Linked DNA regions of Zea mays: all the other regions are linked to region 2. A link is a contact called in public Hi-C data. All regions are on one chromosome and are shown on one strand. Each heading gives the region's core, a stretch centred on a gene start, on an enhancer-like site or on the middle of the called end of the contact. The rest is flanking DNA. Distances are from core to core; before and after follow the strand shown. Region 1 holds the start of LOC100273332. Region 2 holds the start of LOC103631276 (E3 ubiquitin-protein ligase RGLG2). Region 3 holds the start of LOC114574140.

Region 1 (3,376 bases), core at 347-2,846, 220 kb after region 2:
CGTCGGCCGGGGGCCTCTGCCCACGGCCGAGCAAGATGAGGGTTTCTCCCTTCTAATTTTTGCCTACTTTATTTCTCATCCATTGATTACATAAATAAGCCAGCTGGCCGCCCCTATCTAGCTAGGGATCCTTATCTCCTTAAAACTCTCCTAAAAACTCTCAACAAACTAACTGATAACCTTCCTAGATAATCTCAACTAATCTCCTAAATAATCTCAACTAATTTTCTAATCTTATCTCTAACTATCCTTATCTAATCTCTCTTGGAGGGTCCATGGTTGTTGCTACCGCAGCCCCTCGATGGGCCTCCTTAGGCCCTGACAGCAGTACTTAGTGAGTTTCTTGCTGTCATTGACTCTTGCCTTCCCAGGTTGACGACCCAAGTAGACCCTCCTAACTGAAATAGAAACTGTGAGCCTTTACTATTGTTTGGATTGGAATAAATTGGAGAAGGATTTTGGCATCTTTGAATGTTAGAGAGTTTTGACTTGATTTAGTACTTCCTGAGTTTTGTTTAGGTCCAGTATTATAAATATCATAATAATCTCTTAAACATGAAGAGGTTCTCGTACTTTTGCTACATAGACACTTCTGCCGTCAATTTGCTACCTCTAATGTTCAAGTTTTTTTCTTGTTGCTACAACAGACTCATGTGCTGCCACAAGTGAGGATGTCAGCGCATGACACTACATCTGTAGGCAGATCTGGTCAAGTTGTACATTGACGCTGTTGGTCACATCAAATCCCGCGCAAGGGATTGTTTGGATCAGCATTCTTCTCCCCTGTGAGGCCATGTTCGGTTATACCCCAATCCATATGGATTGAGTGGGATTGAGGGGGATTCAATCCCTACTAAGTCAAAATCCCCTCCAATCCATATCAATCCCCTTCAATCCATATGAATTGAAAATAACCGAACAAGCCCTGAAGGGTGGGGTGCCATCAACCCAGTATCTTACATGATTCCTATGATTAGTAGCTGAAGAAATGTGAAGTACTAAGCATATGTGCAGATTCGATGGCACTTGCATCGATCGGCGCTATAGATTACCACATGATCCAAATGCGATAATAGTCCCACCAAAGATTCAAACGGGGGTTTTTAATATATATATATATATATATATATATATATATAATACCAAAAAAACTGCCTTCCGGTGGCTAATTCGAATCCATATAACGAAGTAACTGAAGGGAGAGAAGTTTCAGATAAATAAACCTTTATTTCAAGGCGAGGTATCATTTTATTATATGTTGGTAATAAGTCGTGTCAGAGTGGGGAAGAAAAAAAAAGAGTCGATAGCTGGCAGGAATGTTAGTTGAGTTTTCGTTTTCTTTAATAAAGAAGACGAAATATCCGTTGAGCTGAAACTGGCAGAGCAGCCTGCCCTGCCTGAAACCACAAGCGGCCTGGAAAACCAGGAGCCGAGCCAGCAGGAACGAAGAAGACAAAACAGAAGGCGGGGGCCTCCGGTTTGGTTCCCCTCCCTCCCCGTTCCCAGGCTTCCAGTGGGCAGGGCAGCCACTGGTTCCACTCGTCCGTTCAGCTATAAGTTAGTCGAGACACGGCCTTGCACTCAGACTCATCATCAGTTCAATTCAATCCAATCCAATCCAATCCCACCCCGCCCCTTCCAAGAACTCTAGTATCAACCAACCGTCCAACAAAAGCAGGAGTCGCATCCGACCCCCCGCATCAGAGACAGGCAGGGAGGGAACCGAGATCCGTCCGTCCGTGTCGATGGAGTCAACGGTGGAGCGGATAAGCTCGTCGGTGCAGTCCTGGGTGAAGGACCACGAGCTCGCAGCCATCGGTGAGTCAGTCTCAGCCAGCGAGCGACCTTGTTGCAGATATCCACAACTGCTGCTTAGTGTTCCGTTTCCGTCGATGATCTTCTGCTGAAACTGAAACTGAAACCGCTAGCTGTCTGCCTGTCTATGTGCGCGCGCGCGCCCAGGAGGCGTGTGGGCTGCGGCGGTGGGCACTTCGGTGGCGTACAGCCGGAGGAAGGCGCCGCAGCGGGGCACGGGCCTGCGCCTCATCCACGCCAGGATGCACGCGCAGGCGCTCACGCTCGCCGTCCTCGGCGGCGCCGCCCTCTTCCACTACTACGGCGACGGCGGGCGCAGGAAGAGGGCCGACGACATCGACCTCGACTTCTACTCGCAGCTGCCGCCGGCCACCGACGCCGACGGCAACGAGAACCAGCGGTGGAGCTGGTAGGAGGAGAAGGAAGAACTGTAGCAGACTAGCAGTGGGTGCTTGCAGCAATAATAATTGAGGTGGGGCCCTATGACGTGGCGGGCGGGAGGGATTAGTCTGTGCTAATCCTAATCCATCCAGCTCAGACAAGACGACGGGCGGCCCGTTTACTTAACATTATCGGTCCATGCTGTCATGGCCGGCACCACATCCACATCTACTAGTCATCTAGGAGCAGCCGCCCATAGCTGCTGCTGCTGCTGCTTCTCTCCTGTGTCACAGTACTACTACCACCACCATTTGTTTATCTGATGAATGAACGGTGACGATGATGACGATATTGTTTATATCACGGTTTCATTTTTTTTTTGCACTCTTCGTTTTTCTGTACCCATAATCGGCCGTCTGTTTCTGCTACACGTGGCAATCACAGCTAGCGAAACGTGTGTGCCGTGGAGCCACGTGTAGGTGACGTGACATGCTTTGTATGTATACCACATATGACATCTCTGTATTTCTCTTCAACCTCGAGCTCGGACCAGCTGACAGCCCATCACCTGCAGAGACTCGCGAGCCCAGACTTTACACAGTTCTATACAGGCCCAAGCCTACCGGTACAACAGGTTGCCAGATGACACTGGGCCTGGCCTGGCCCATAAGACCTGTATGCAGTCCGTTTAAGAAAACCGCCTTGCATACTTTTTCCTAGACTCGATGGATAGGACAGGGACAGTAGGCTACATTCGTCCGTATTCGAATTGGCATGAGATATGGTACGTATCTGAGTCTATGTACTTAGTATCCTATCTTTATCCATATTTGTCGGTACCATAATTAGGGGTACCCTCAAGATTTCTAATTCTCAGGTGGTAACCCCCATCAGCACAAAGCTGCAAATGCCTGATGGGTGCGATTAAGTCAGAGATCGGTCCATTCGAGGGACTCGATCACGCCTCGCCCGAGCCTAGCCTCGGGCAAGGGCAGCCGACCCCGGAGGATCTCCGCCTCGCCCGAAGTCCCCCTCCAGCGACGAACATACTTCCGGCTCGCCCGAGGCCCTGTCTTCGCCAAGAAGCAACCCTGACCAAATCGCCGCGCCAACCGACCAAATCGCAGGAGCATTTAATGCAAAGGTGGTCTGACACCTTTATCCTGACACGCGCCCTTCA
Region 2 (3,304 bases), core at 469-2,968:
GGAGGTGGAGTTATATGTTGCCGCTATTTGGCCCCAGAAACTTGATCCGCTCTTATTGTTGCCGGAGATGGGATCATTAGAATGCATAAACCAAGCATTAACCTACAATAAAACCTATAATATAAGTAAACTAAAAAAATCAAGATTAAATAAATGAAAAACGATTCACTCACCAGCTTTTCCTCGTCTTCCTTCGTCCACTCTACCCTCTTTGGACGCTTTTCCTTCGACACGGGATTTTCCTCAGCTTGGTTTTCAGATCCAACAGATAAAGGTGCAACTGGAGGAGGTGCTCCATACGTAGGTGGAGCATATGGATGAGGTGCTCCATACGGAGGTGGAGCATATGGAGCATAAGGAGGTACTCCATACAGAGGTGGAGCATATGGAGGAGGGGCGTATGGAGGTATCTGGAAAGAAGCTTGACTTCCCTCCGCAGCAGGTGGGGGAGGGGCATACGGACGTACCGGGAATGAGGCTTGAATTCCGGCTTGGGAAGTTGGAGGTTGACCATATGAAGACGGTGGATATTGATACAAATGATAGGGATAAGGGTATGGTGGTGGAGGCGCAGCCGGAAATAGTACACGGTGGAGTGAGGCTGAAACATCGGAACGACGATGTAGTGAAGAAGACTCATCTAACGGAAGGGTTGTAGGTGACCCATCGGACTGCAAGAGATCCGTGAAGGTGTTCAAATCTGGGGACCAACCCGACATTGTGTGAAGAAAGGGGAGTTTGGAAAAGAAAAATGAGATGGAATGGTGTGTGGAATGAGCTCCACCCGGGTAGGGGTATATATAGAGGGATTGGGGATGAAATTTGTGATTTTTTGCAATTTTTTCAAATTTTTTGGACTCCAAACGGTCAAAAACGGCTAGTTGTAACGGCTAGCACACGTGGACCAATCAGATCGCGCCACGTCGCTCTCGCCCGCGCTCTCGCCCCGCCAGTGCCTCGCCTCCCTCTCGCCCGGGCGGGCGCTCCAGCGCGAGCGAGAGCGAGGCGATACCGCCCGCTCTCGCCGGGCGCGAGCGCCATCGTCCGGCGCCGGCCTCTCGCTCGCCTCTCGCCCGCGCGCGGGCGGCAGCGGCCTCTTCTCGCCCGCGCTGCCACCCACACTGCCACCAGCCTTATAGTTGTGAGGCTCTCCCGCAAAATTTCTAAATTTAAAAAATATTCAATATTCTTTACAAAATTTTGTTTTCTATATTTACTTCGTCTCCAGCATCGACCGACCTCTAAATTTGGCCCTCTAAAACCTTATTTATTCATCGTTTTTTATATTGCACTTGGATTCAACGTACTGCAATACAAAACGAAGAAATTAATAATTATTCATTAATAGATATTTGCGAACGTATAAACATTATACCAACAACTATTTTATACGTATTAGTTAAAACTTAAATTCTTGAACACGTTTTAGGATCTATCTAGAGCATTCAGATGTTTTCATGCGGGATCAAGTTTTTAATGTTTTAGTAGTATGTAGCTTTTTTACGTTTATCCTTCTAGACATGCACCGATGCACGGTGCATAATGAGTGTTTGCTCGTATCTAATTCTCTTTCCAGCGTTTTTGTCTATATAATTTACAGCTGTAACAGCTAGCTTTAATTTAAAGCGTAAGTATATGTTTTTGTAAGTATATGTTTTTATCACGAGCCGAGCTTTTAATGCATATACATCTCGCAATCGCAACAGACTTTCTGTGTCAGTGCCAGTGGATAACACACCAATCACCACCAGCAAAACGTGTTGAGCTCGGCCTGGTGATCGCGGCCAAAAAAATCCTAGTCTTCTCCTCTCCCGCGCCGAAGCTTCCTCCGCCGTGCGTCGTTTTCCCAGCAGCGGGGTCAGAGAACCGGTGGACAAGAAACCTCTCCACCCACCCACCTCCGCCGCTGCAGAATAGAAATTGCGGCATTGCCTCCGGCTTGAGCAGTAATTGACTTGACCTCACTTCCCCTGTGGGGAGGCTTTAATTTTCTTCCGATCGATCATAGTATCCGCTGCGGTGTGATTGCCTGCCCCCACCCCATTGCGCCTGCGCCTGCGCCTCGCTTCATCCGGTGCGCTGCCCGCCTCACTCCCGTCGTCCTCTTCCTCGTCCTCGCTCTCGTCGCGGAGCGGTGTGGAGGCGCGCGCTCCTTGAAGGCACGGGGCAAGAGCGGAGGTGAGTGAGTCCGAGCCCCGTGGATTGCTGGTTCGGTGGTCGGAACTCGTGGAGTAGCAAGAGCGGCGGCGGTTACGATATCTCACGCCAGCAGTTTGTCCTCATCTACCACCCACTTCCCCTGATCCCCTCCCCAGTACCCACTTCTCTCATATCCCCTCCCGCATCATCTCTCTTTTTTTCCTCCTCTTAGCGAGGACGCCGAATTCGCGATTGGCTTAGGCGGTGTGTGCGGATCAAATCGAGTCTGGTGAGTTCGTCCAGTGTTCGTTCCTAGCTAGTATTTGATTTGTATAATTATACTATCTATGTATGTTGTATGCATATATGCCATGCCGAAATCGAATTTCGTTCAGCCACCCTTGGATATCGTCTTGTATATGAACTGGCCCACGCTTCTTCTTCTTTTTGAATCTTACAATGGTCGATACTCGATCAGGTAGGAGGTATGCCCGTTATCGGCAACGGATTCCCGGCAAAGTTCCGTCGAAAATTCAAGAGAAAGCTGTTTTTTCCTAGATAGGCTACTGTATATGCTTTATTCCACCTTTTTTCTTGGCGAATCATTCCAGGTGTCCGACGAGTACACTGATGTTTTCCTTTCCTTTATTTATACTTACCAGGAAGATCATCTGGGTGTTGGAGTCATCCAGAGGCACAAGCTGAGGAATGGGGCAAAAGGACTCCAAGCCTTCACATGGATATGGCTACTCTTCTTATGATTACGGGAGTGCTTCATCGGGATACACCTCGAGAAACACTGGGAATTCGTCCTCCAGTTATAGCGTCAGGTACGCGCCTTCTTCGGAGAACAGTGTACAGCCGGAGACACATGCCAGGTTGCAGAGGAAGTATTCCAAGATCGGTGATGACTACCGTTCTTTGAGCCAGGTATGTCTTGGTGGCATGGCCACCACATCTTTTACTGCTGCTCTCATCTGCGTTGTTACTTTCGGTTTGTAGCTTCCACTAGCTTGGTGGAATGGCACTGTTTATCTTTTGGTTCAGTTATCCTTTGTGAATTTTGGAAGAAACTATGCTTGTAGGATTATTTCTTCCAAAAAATATTTCCACAAGAGCTCTATTGCTCACTTTTTATTACTGCCATGTATTAAGCAATATGAAA
Region 3 (3,060 bases), core at 493-2,992, 140 kb after region 2:
GCACCGGATTAGCCTCAGGGTTGTATGGCTCTGGAGGAGGAGAAAGTTAGGCTGCACCAAAGTATAATTTTTTTGTTAATAATGAAGCTAAAAGTATTTACGAAGCTAAAACATGACAAGCATACATATAATCCTTTCACGTTATGCGGCATCTTCAGCTCTTCTCACCTCTTCTGAAGCAATATGAGATTCCTTTTCATTTTGCCTAATAGTTTCGTCTGCCGAAGGTCCTCAAAAACACGGCTAACCATTTGCTTTCAGCATACTATTGAATATTACAGGAGCTTCGTCAACAGAAGAGCTTTGACATAATGCAAGAGGAGCATGACGAAGGAAGTTTCGTCCAACAGACTTCATCATGGTGGAACGGGTAGACAACGTAAGGAGAAGGTGTTGCTCAAGTTGATGAATACAAATGGCGATATTTCCCTTGTAACATCTTGTAATCTTTGTATATAGATATTAATGGCATGAATGTAATAATGTACAAAGCCTCACGGTTGCATATAAATAGATGAACAGTACCTCTTATACTGTTCACGTTGGATTGTAATCGCTCTTGCGTCATCACCTTCGAACAAGCCGAAGGTATTAGGGTAATATAAATTCTGATAATGTATATATATTTATCATGAAATGACTATATGAATGGATAATACATCTCGCATGTATAGGACTTTTATCTTATATGAATGATGAACGATGAATACGTGTTTTTCATGACCTTCATCTGAAGATCATTATATATATCCGAAAGCAGATAATGCTTCGAAGGACAAAGTCCTTAATGTATAACAATTGTGTTGTCTGATTCTTGATCCACAACAACTGAGAACAAGTGATCAACAGGTAATACAGCATTCGTGTTGTTTTATGTCTTAGGTAAACTTGGCCTCCACTTGTGTTTCATGAGCTTCAAGAGTGGCAAGAAGTCATCATCGACATGACAGACCCTTTACAAGGAAAGGTATGTACAAGGAACAAAAAAAGGTACTCTTCCCCTTCTGTATTACTGTATGCAGCGAAAACAAATGAGGGGGGAAAAACAGAGGCCGAAATGCAGGCAAAGGCACCTGCGCATTTGCGGTAAGGCGTAGTACGAACGCTTGTCGCCGCCCGCTGCGTCGCGTCGTCATACGCCGGCCTTCTTGCTCATCTTCATCTCGTGGAGTCCGGAGCCGCTGCCGCTGCCGCGGTGGAGCCTGCACCGGAACGAGCCCTCGTGCACGGTCGGCGAGCAGAGGCACGCCCCGGGGCTCACCGGCAGGTGCTGCTGCTTATTCCTGGCTGTTGTTGTCCGCGGCGTGATGTTCGCGGCGGCGGGCGCCTCGTGCGACGAGGCGCCGTGCTGCTGCTGGTGTCCCGGTGACGTGACGGCGGCGTGGAGGAACAAGGCCATCTTCTCCGGCACCGCGACCTTCTCGATCGGCGCCGGCCTGTCCCCCATGGCAGGTCCAACACGCCCTAACCTAGGAGAGGTGGCGTTCTTGATTGATTCGCCGGCCTCGGTCCACAGTCCAACCGATTCCATCACAAAACATTTAAAACCGATCAAATTAGCAAGAACTGGTTCAAGGATGCAGCCAACACGTTTATTACACACTTGAATCGAAGCAAAAGAAAGTAAACTAAAAGCGCGCATAAGATTTACTTACCCTGAATGTATTGAAATCCAACAATTATGGAGTTAAACTACTAGATCTACTGAATTATCTCTATGGGTTATATGTTGCTGTAGCATAGCAGTAACGAAATGGCGAGAGGTGGTGGAGCTAAAGCGAGCGATTTATCCATGCAAAAGCCTATTTAAAGATCGGAATAGCTATTTTTATCGTGTATTCACGCTACTTGTGGATCAGATATCCATTCGTGTGCATGAGCAGCTAAGCTGCTGAGCCGGAGCTGGAGTCACTATTTTGAGGCCAGTTTATATTTGGGCTCTCGAAAATGTATCCTGTCGTTTTACCAGGAAAAATAATACTTAATTGTGCTGCGGAAAATATGTTACTTAGATTTCCCAAATTGTTTGAGTCGATCATAGATTGTTTGAGCTATCAAGGGTGAGGTTTTGCCTCGTGTCTTTAGTTGAATATTGACAAAAAGGAATTTTTCCAAGATGATAAGTGCCCAGACCTTATTTCTGTTCCATAAAGACGGATGAGGAATTCCTATGGAAAATTTATTTTGGTTCTGTTCTAATCTTGTAATTGACAATAAAAGAAAATAAATAACAATAGCTTCTCTTAATCAGAGTAATAGGAAACTAGCTAGTAATTGACACAACTCATTGGCTTGCAATCTTGTATTTGATGAGCACCAAATATTTCTCGTACATGTAGAAACGGAGTGAACAAATCACATGGTGTTGAAATCGATGCCTGATATCCACGCTGCAATCAAAGATTTAGATGGGAGAGAATAATTAGTAAGCCATGCTTAGCATATTGTATGCTACTCACTGAAATATAAAAGACACATAAGGTCAAGCACAAAACCAATACAAGTCAAGTAGACATTCATCTAATTAAAAAAAAACACACACACACAACTAATAAGAAATGGATATGAAACAGGTCACAAAGAGCACCTGGAATTTGGTTTGTCAAAGTCGACCAAGTCACCTTCACCGACATAGAGGCGAGATCAAAGTTTACTTTTTTACTCACACATCCATGAGTGTTTACTTCAATGGGAATACAGCGTTCAGCGTCGTCTTTTAAGTCATTGTTTTTACCCACTTTGAACTTCAAATGCATCCAAGTATCCTCGAATACAGCAACCGCGTATCTTAAGCCACTTGACTCACCAACAATGCCATTGAAGAGCTGAATTTCTTCTTCTTCTGAATCACTGACAAAAACAAACGAACTGAGAGACAAACGGACACCTTCCTGCGCATGCACTTCTGATATGAAAACTTCTATCGTGGCCTCCACTCCGCATAAAATGCGGGCTACAGTCATGTCAACCGCACCACAATCACCGTTTATGCGATATGTGAATGGTGGCCAGCATGGTGTCCTTAGCTCAGAATAGTCTATCATTCCATCAATGAGCTGT

The links. Hi-C and Micro-C count contacts between places; a contact is called where the count stands out from the background.
Region 1: a Hi-C map of leaf shows a contact between it and region 2, with 4 times the contacts expected there. The contact joins the promoter of LOC100273332 here to the promoter of LOC103631276 in region 2. A contact is called at or near these places in 3 of 25 Hi-C or Micro-C datasets (all in leaf).
Region 3: a contact with region 2 is called in a Hi-C map of bundle sheath, with 5 times the contacts expected there. The contact joins the promoter of LOC114574140 here to the promoter of LOC103631276 in region 2. A contact is called at or near these places in 8 of 25 Hi-C or Micro-C datasets (bundle sheath, ear, endosperm and 2 more).

The regions. Positions count from the first base shown.
Region 1 is chr6:110,369,269-110,372,644 of Zm-B73-REFERENCE-NAM-5.0, forward strand. LOC100273332 reads left to right here and starts at 1,597. Exons shown (of 2, transcript NM_001147773.1): 1 at 1,597-1,818; 2 at 1,963-2,553. The coding sequence starts at 1,746. The coding sequence ends at 2,228.
Region 2 is chr6:110,150,293-110,153,596 of Zm-B73-REFERENCE-NAM-5.0, forward strand. LOC103631276 (E3 ubiquitin-protein ligase RGLG2) reads left to right here and starts at 1,719. Exons shown (of 12, transcript XM_020539385.2): 1 at 1,719-1,946; 2 at 2,802-3,069. The coding sequence starts at 2,848.
Region 3 is chr6:110,290,190-110,293,249 of Zm-B73-REFERENCE-NAM-5.0, forward strand. It overlaps LOC114574140, which reads right to left and starts at 1,743. Exons shown (of 2, transcript NM_001369711.1): 1 at 1,656-1,743; 2 at 846-1,566. The coding sequence starts at 1,531. The coding sequence ends at 1,133. LOC100278599 reads right to left here. Exons shown (of 5, transcript NM_001369712.1): 4 at 2,588-3,060; 5 at 2,093-2,390. The coding sequence ends at 2,356.